2 separate regions of the Zea mays genome follow, and region 1 is linked to region 2. Evidence: chromatin contacts called from public Hi-C data. All regions are on one chromosome and are shown on one strand. Each heading gives the region's core, a stretch centred on a gene start, on an enhancer-like site or on the middle of the called end of the contact. The rest is flanking DNA. Distances are from core to core; before and after follow the strand shown. Region 1 has its middle 67 kb from the start of LOC103647057. Region 2 holds the start of LOC103647051.

Region 1 (3,771 bases), core at 457-2,956, 150 kb before region 2:
TATATTGGATAAACTAAATTGAGAACTAAATATGAAAAGGGAGAGATGATAGACATAATCAAATCGTCTTAAGCAACCTCATTTGAGGAAATATAGAAAATAAACTAGCTACTTTCTTCCTAACACATGGTAAACCAAATGAGACTAAAATTGAAGAAGAATGAACAAAAATTGACAAGAGAAATATAAACCAACCTTTCTTAACAACCTTGATCAAAAAACTAAGATCAAAACCTCTTCTCTTGTATTTTACGAAATTTGGAACTCCAAAATCGTGACAATGGCACGTGGCTGCGAGAAGTTGTGGAGTTCAGGGAGAAGAAGGGATAGTTATACCAAAAACATCACCTGCGGTTCGTTTTATTACTGAATGTGAAAAAAAATCATAGACGGTTCGCTTAATAAAACCGCTAGTGAAAATCGTCAATTTTTACTGACATTTCAAGTAACTAAACCGCTAGTGCAATTCTCATTTACACTGGCGGTTTCTTAAACAACCCGCCTGTGAAAATTGATGATTTTTTTACTTCTGGTTCTACTAAGCGAACCGCTGAGTGAAAATCTGTTCCACTAGCAGTTGTGGGATCGAGACCACATATATTCTATCATTGATGCGCGATAACCGAAACTATTAGTAAAAATTAGATTCCACCGTAGACTTAGGGGGTGTTTGGTTTGCCCCTGCTAAAATTTAGCCCCTATCACATCGAATGTTTGAACCTCCGTTCGGGGTATTAAATGTAGTCGGATTATAAAACTAATTTCTCAGCCGAAGATTAAAAAGTGAGACGAATCTAGTACAGTTGGTTGGGTCTATATTTCATACTCCTATTTGAAAGTCAAACGCTTGATGTGACCCGGGCTAAACTTTAGTCCACAGAACCAAACACCCCCTTAGAGCTCTTTTCTACCCGTGACAGTGACAGGTGACCCACACCTATGCCAGCCAGCTGTCTAACAGATCATGATCAGCCTGCACTGCACTGCATTGCATGCGGCTAAATGGCTAATGTAGCAAGTCGTTGCAGATAAAATAAGGGAATGAGGCTATCCGCAACTGTTACCTCTAAATTTTTCCCCCTATATCACTTTTCCCCCTATTTTCCTCCTATTTTTTCATCTCCCGCAGCGGTTCCCCCTAAATACTCCCCATATACCCCACTACCACTATAAAATATCATTTTCTATACCAATTATCAATTTTTTATCTACTAATAATTACTCGTGGACCCACAGCACAGTGTTTAGGGTGATGAACAGTGACACGCTAGATCTGGGGAGAGAGAGAAGGAGACCGACACGTAGGGGGCGCTGTAGGGGGCACCGCTGTGGCCATAGGGTGCCCCCTACAACCGACATGCAAGGGGAGGGGCGCGGTAGCGTTCACCGTTGCGCTCAGTCTGAGATGGTCCCTTGAGATCTAGCTACCGCTACTTATGAGACGACAGGTCTAGTAACAAGCAGAGTAAAAATTGGATGGACACGTTGAGATGACCATAGTTGTTGCTTGAGGAGGAGACGGTGGTTCACAGAAGAGCAGAGCAGGGTGTAAAATTTGTCCAAAGATTCCAGACCTCCATGCATCCTCTCGCTCCTCCAGGCATTTTATGAAGCTTGCCGCTGCTGCTTTTCTGCAACCCAGGAGGAGGCTGTTGGCCGAGGCAACATGGACAGCATCTTTCAGCCCACGTAGTACAGTACTGTGTTTCAGTGCCATCCATCATTTCCGCTGCTTCAATGCTTTTGCAGCTGCAGCCTGCAGGCGATGGTATAACTCGCTCCATCGCCTCAACCACCTCCGTGCGATCGATGCACAAAGATGTCACCCGTCCGGCTGTGGATGTGCGCCTTGTTTTCCTGCCATCTTGTTTTCTGAATACACAAGCACAGGTCATCTCTCTCTCTCTCTCTCTCTCTCTCTTTCTTCTGAATCTAGACTAGGGGCCGTAGGGTTTATATTAAGTATAGCAAGATGTTGATTAGTTTCTCTGCACCGCTCCTCTGAAAAATATGTAGCGACCAGGCCTGTTTGCTATCTCCAACTAAACTTTTGTCACCAAAACTTTAGGTCGAGGCCGGTATCCAGACATTTGAACTAAAAGTGAATCTAGCAAATTTTTAGTTTCCTTCCACGCTAGATGGAATAGAAAGCAAGCATTAGTCCATTAGTCGGTTAAACTAAAAATGATTTACTTACCTAAACTTTAGCTCAACTGATTTTTAGCCCATCTAAATTTTAGGCCAACTAGGTTTTAGTCCATATATTTAAACTAGAGGATTTGTCCACCAGCTATTCTTTGAAATCATACAGAAAAGAGTTATAAAGCTGCGACGTGCCTGGCATCTTCGTTGACACTAGGGGGTGTTTAATTTGAAGAATCACTCCATCCAAGATGTGGTGCATCATATGTTTATTCATTAAATTTGATGGGATGATCCTATTCCTCATGTTAGTATTAAATAACTAACTATGAGAAATAAGGTCGTGATGGATCAATTCATTTTATTCCACAAACCAAATAAAAAATGAGTAACGAGAAGTTGATGGACTAGCTTATTTCTCAAACCAAACACATTATAAAGGCACTGTTTGTTTTAGCTTTTTTCAGCTTCTGACACTACTAGAGATATGCTTATTTAAGACGCACATTTTAAGACGGATATCAATGCATTTTATAGAAGCGTCTTTTATTATATGGTCATGAGTAAGATAAGACGGTTGGTTGGAGATCCGTCTTCAATAAAGAAGTGTTTTAAGACAGTTACATAGTAAGAAATGTCTTATATTGATTTAAGATGGATTGTTATTGAAAACCGTCTCAAATAAATATATCTTTTGAGTCATTAAGATTGCAAGAATTGTCTTAGATTTTGGCTAGTATATTAGACACTTTTATATATGAAGTCATCTAAAATAAAGATATTATTAGAGTCGTATAGACTATAAGAACTGTCTTATATGTTAGTGAGTATACTAGATACTTCTAAATATGAAACGTATTCGTATGATATTTCTGATACGACATATTGTGAAAAAAACATAGTAAATAGTGAATTCGGCTTAGTTTGATGATATATATGATATAAAATATAAAACTTATCTCTGCAACTTGATATTGATGGTAAAATGAATCCACATGTGACTCGATCATTAATGTGTCATACAACAGACCTAAGTCATCATTTTGTTTAATTCCTATCATTTATGTAGCAAGGGGTTTAGGAAGGTATATACATCCTATGTTGAATATATCAGTGCTTTAACATTTACATTATCAAACTCTAAAAACCCAGCCACTTCAAAGATTCGGAATAAAAAATCCAGCATCCAAATAATTCTTTCTTTCTTCTAATCTCTTTTTATGAAAAGGTCATCGGCTTTGCCCTCAAGAGGCTATGCCAGGGACGAGTTTCTCGCTCGAGAAACACCGGTTACCGGTAAAATTTCTCGTTCCCGCTACTGACCAGGAAATGAAAACGGATTTGGTCTTCAGTGTATTTCGATTTAGAATTTAAAAATATAAGAGTTAAATTGTGGTCAACAAAACGGTATCAAAAAATGTAAAACGAAAATGTAATCCTGGGTTGTACCATGCCAATGCTAGCCATTTTTCTTGCCAACGTGTCGCCTCTTGCCTGCCAACGCTCCTCAGCCACCCCGTGCGACGATGTTGCAAAAAAATACCCTAGCTGATTTTATGAAAATACAAACACTCCTCTGCATCTCAAACCCTAGACTTCTCAGATTTCCTCATCCCTCATCTCTCCTCC
Region 2 (3,900 bases), core at 178-2,677:
TACCCCCGTACTGTTCACGATGGCTTGTATTCGCTCGTGCGTCATGCTTGGACTTTTGCCTTCTGTCAAGCCGAAGGTACAAATGTAATTCAATATTGTTCTTATTCATCTATGATGATATAATAAAGATATATTAATGATGTCATATGATTATTCATGTTATTTCGCATGTTTCATATGCTACTTCTTTCATTGATGTATACTATGATGATTAAGGTACGTCCTTCATGACCTTCGTCCGAAGATCGTTATATCCAAAGGGAAATAATGCTTCGAAGGACGAATGACATTAACCATTAACCTCTTTTTGTGTTGCCTTGTTCTTAATTTATAGCATTTGAGAACAAGTCTCCAACACTAGACAAACAATAGCTACATCCCTTCCCATTTCTTCACACAACATACATTTACATAATTATGCATTACTAATTGGTTAACAAACCCTAAACTAGCTACCTCCCTTTTCAAATTCTTCTACTGCATGTAGCACCCTATAGGCCTTAATCACCCATTGGGGATCTCCAAGAAAATAAACGGTATCGAGAAATATTAGCATAAACAAAGGTTGAGTTCTTCAATGATTCAACGACTCCTTCAACCTTGTCGCGGCAATGGCTACATACTGCACAGCAGCGATCGTCTCCTTCTCCGCAATGATGGCCACGGAACGAGCCTCAGCTGCAGCTACGACTGCTGCACGAGCTCGGCTATAACTTCAACAAGAGGAGTACACTCCATTCCGAAGGTTCTCTGACTAGGATTCCTGCAGAAGAGGAATACTCAGGATGAAGGAGGAGTTGTAAGGGTAGAGAAATGTGACGACTAGGTGACGGCGTGACCTCCAACTGCTTAATAGCTGTCCGAGGCGCCGAAGAGCTAATTTGAGTCTATAGTAGCGTTGTGTGGGTTTTCAAATTGTCAAATTTCTCCCTGTCTCTATGATCGGTCAAAGCCGAGCGTACCGTGTTTAGGCCCTGTTTGGGAGAGTTTCACTTCAAGAATTTCAATTTCGTTCGAATTTCTTCAACCCAAACAGGTCTAACTCCACGAGCTTTAGTTTTAAAAAAATTGAAACTAGAGGCCCGTTTCATGAAATTCATGAAGCTCCTTAGAGGGTGCTTCAAAAACACTGTTTTTATATCTACTCATGAAGCTGTACGAAAATTACCCACCATGCCACTGGTTTCGCAACATACAACTTCCGTTCTCTCTGGCGACAACCCACTAATCATCAAGGGTAATCAAGGAAACCCACACAAATCAATTGTACTATAGAAGTTGGAGTCCATATACAAACCAAACGCTCCTAGAACTCACCTTAACAATTTGCTGGAGCTGTTTTATGGTGAAACTTGAAAACCAAAGCTGAAGTTTTTGAAGCAAAGCTCTCTCAAACAGGCCCTTAATAATGTCAAAAATCTCATCTGCGTGGGCTTGTCAACGCGGAAAAGCCGGTGGACCTCGTCCGCGTGGAGTCTCATCTGCTTGGGCTTGTCAACGCGGAAAAGCCGGTGGACCTCGTCCGCGTGGAGAAAAAAAAAACAGAGAATGTAAGTTGAACGGGTCAGTCAACTCTTATATAGTCTCAATCTTCACAAAAGAATATTAATTAATTAGTGCCAAGAAGAGTTATTCTTCCGACTGCCCCGTCAGATCTGCGTAAACTCCTCTGTGTCAGTCATCTGCACCCCACTTCATCAGCATTATCCGCGGCTCCGGCCTCCGGGCTTGGTTCATCTCTTTAGCTAGCGGGAGGCCATTCGCAGTTGGAGCTTCTTCCATAGATCTGGTTGGTCACTGCTCCAAGAAGGTCTCGGCCAGCCGGCGGAAGGCCCCTCTTCCAGGTTAGTACTAATATATAACACCGTACCCAATCAAATTGTTTGGTAAAGTTTAATGTTTTTATTGATTTTGGCTGCGTTGTATGATTGTATCTTAACTAGAATGCTGAGCATCTCCAAGAGATTAGTCAAATGGCTCAGCAAACCAAATTTTGGCTACTCAATAGCAAAATAACTCTCTAACAGACTAGCCATCTAAGTTGTCAAGTTATCCGGCTCTTCAAATTGGCTCCCTCTCTAGCTAAATTTGGCTAGCCGCTGACTAGCCAAACTAAATAGGGAGTCTGTTGGGGTAAGATGCTACATATAGAATGTAATCTTTATAAAGATGTAAATAGAGTGTTATATAGAGCGTCGAAAATGGAGTGTCTCTTGGAGATGCTCTAACAGTGGTTTTCTCGAAAAAATTGACCGAACATTGCAAGCTCAAGTTTAACCACCCCGATTCTTGCTCTGGCCCCTTCCTAATCTCAAGGTTATGACACGCTAATATGTTTAGAGCAAATTCGTCTTCGCTGCTGGATGTTTATTTTCCCTTTTTCTTTCGGCTGATTGAACTTCCTAGTAGTTTGTCAAGCTAAAAAATAACTTAAGGCCTGCACGGTTTTATATAAACAAGTGCTGAATTTCATCCACTGTAAAGTAATTGCTTCAATTAAGAACACCTATAATCTGTCGAAAGTAGGGCTTGAATAATTAGGCACGTTTACATGTTTCCTTTGAGCATAGATGTTGAACTGACCTGTCTTGGTAGAGTGTGGAAGCAGGCAGTACGCACAGTATTAGTATGCCATGATTAATTTTCATACAGAAACAACACGAGTAAACATGTAACCTTTCAAATTATTGTAAGGTTTGCACTAGTTTATGTGATACTCCCATATAGTCTACACGATATAAGGTCTAATATGGAGCAGACTAACATCAATCTTGACTTCTGCTACTGTGTGCAATAATACATATAACATTGCAATTGATCTACAGACATGGTGCATTAATCTTTTTAGTTCTGTTTAGTCTTATCTATTTTTCTTTGGGAGGGACTATAAGTAATATGCTGTTCTAGTTAATACAAAAAAACATAGAATACTGCACCCTTTAGAAAACCTGTACTGTACACAATCCACTCTATATGTTATTATTCTTTTTTTTTTTGCAGAAATGGACGATCAGGAGAATGAAGATCAAGCCCTTGAGCACATATTAACTGATGCTAATGCAGAGCCAGTCATGCTATCATATGCATTCTTAAAAAGTATTACAAATGATTTCTCATGTGTAATCGGTAGGGGTGGGTTTGGAGTGGTTTATAAGGTATAAACATTTCTTTTCTTGTAGTGTTGCTAAAGTTAAAAACTTCACATATTTGATCTGATAGAACAAAGTGATGGTGAAAATATCACTGTGATATTGTGTATGCTAAACAGGGTTATCTTCATAATGGGAAAACTGTAGCTGTGAAGCAGCTTTCCAAAACAGATGACTTTTCAGAAAAGCAGTTTCATGATGAGCTTATGTGTTTGATAAGGGTTAAACACAGGAATATAGTGAGATTTTTAGGCTACTGCTCTGATACACAACAAAAAATGGCAGATTTCAATGGAAGATTTGTTTTGGCAGATATCCGACGAAGGTTCCTCTGCTTTGAGTTTGTACCTAACAAAAGCCTTCTCCATTATCTCAAAGGTGTGAATCTTACAATATCTACCTGTATTAGTTTTTTTCCATGCATACTGCAATTAACTACCAAGGAAGCTTGTAGTATTCTTGTTTAAGTACTATAGTTGTACATAATTTCACAGAACAATCTACTGGACGTGATTGGAAAACACGCTATCAATTGATTGAGGGAATCTGTCAGGGTTTGTGGTATCTTCATCATGAAGAACACATTAATCATTTGGATCTGAAACCTGAAAATATTTTACTGGATGATGACATGGTCCCAAAAATATCAGACTTTGGGTTATCAAGACGGTTCAGTGGAGAACTGAATGTTATCATCACTGAAAATATCTGCGGGACATTGTAAGTCAATCTTCTCAAGAACTTTGTTTTT

Evidence for each region. Hi-C and Micro-C count contacts between places; a contact is called where the count stands out from the background.
Region 1: a Hi-C map of tassel shows a contact between it and region 2, with 4 times the contacts expected there. The contact joins the enhancer-like site here to the promoter of LOC103647051 in region 2. A contact is called at or near these places in 6 of 25 Hi-C or Micro-C datasets (ear, leaf, tassel and 1 more).

The regions. Positions count from the first base shown.
Region 1 is chr2:145,467,481-145,471,251 of Zm-B73-REFERENCE-NAM-5.0, reverse strand. No RefSeq gene overlaps it. Among protein-coding and RNA genes, the nearest start is that of LOC103647057, 67 kb to the left of the region's middle. Within about 2 kb of position 1,706, at least 6 of the 20 cell types and tissues checked have an H3K27ac peak or open chromatin away from gene starts, as enhancers often do. A contact at or near this core is called in ear and tassel, where this site is marked.
Region 2 is chr2:145,317,530-145,321,429 of Zm-B73-REFERENCE-NAM-5.0, reverse strand. It overlaps LOC103647051, which reads left to right and starts at 1,427. Exons shown (of 17, transcript XM_035965350.1): 1 at 1,427-1,550; 2 at 1,654-1,844; 3 at 3,001-3,155; 4 at 3,269-3,527; 5 at 3,644-3,869. The coding sequence starts at 3,003.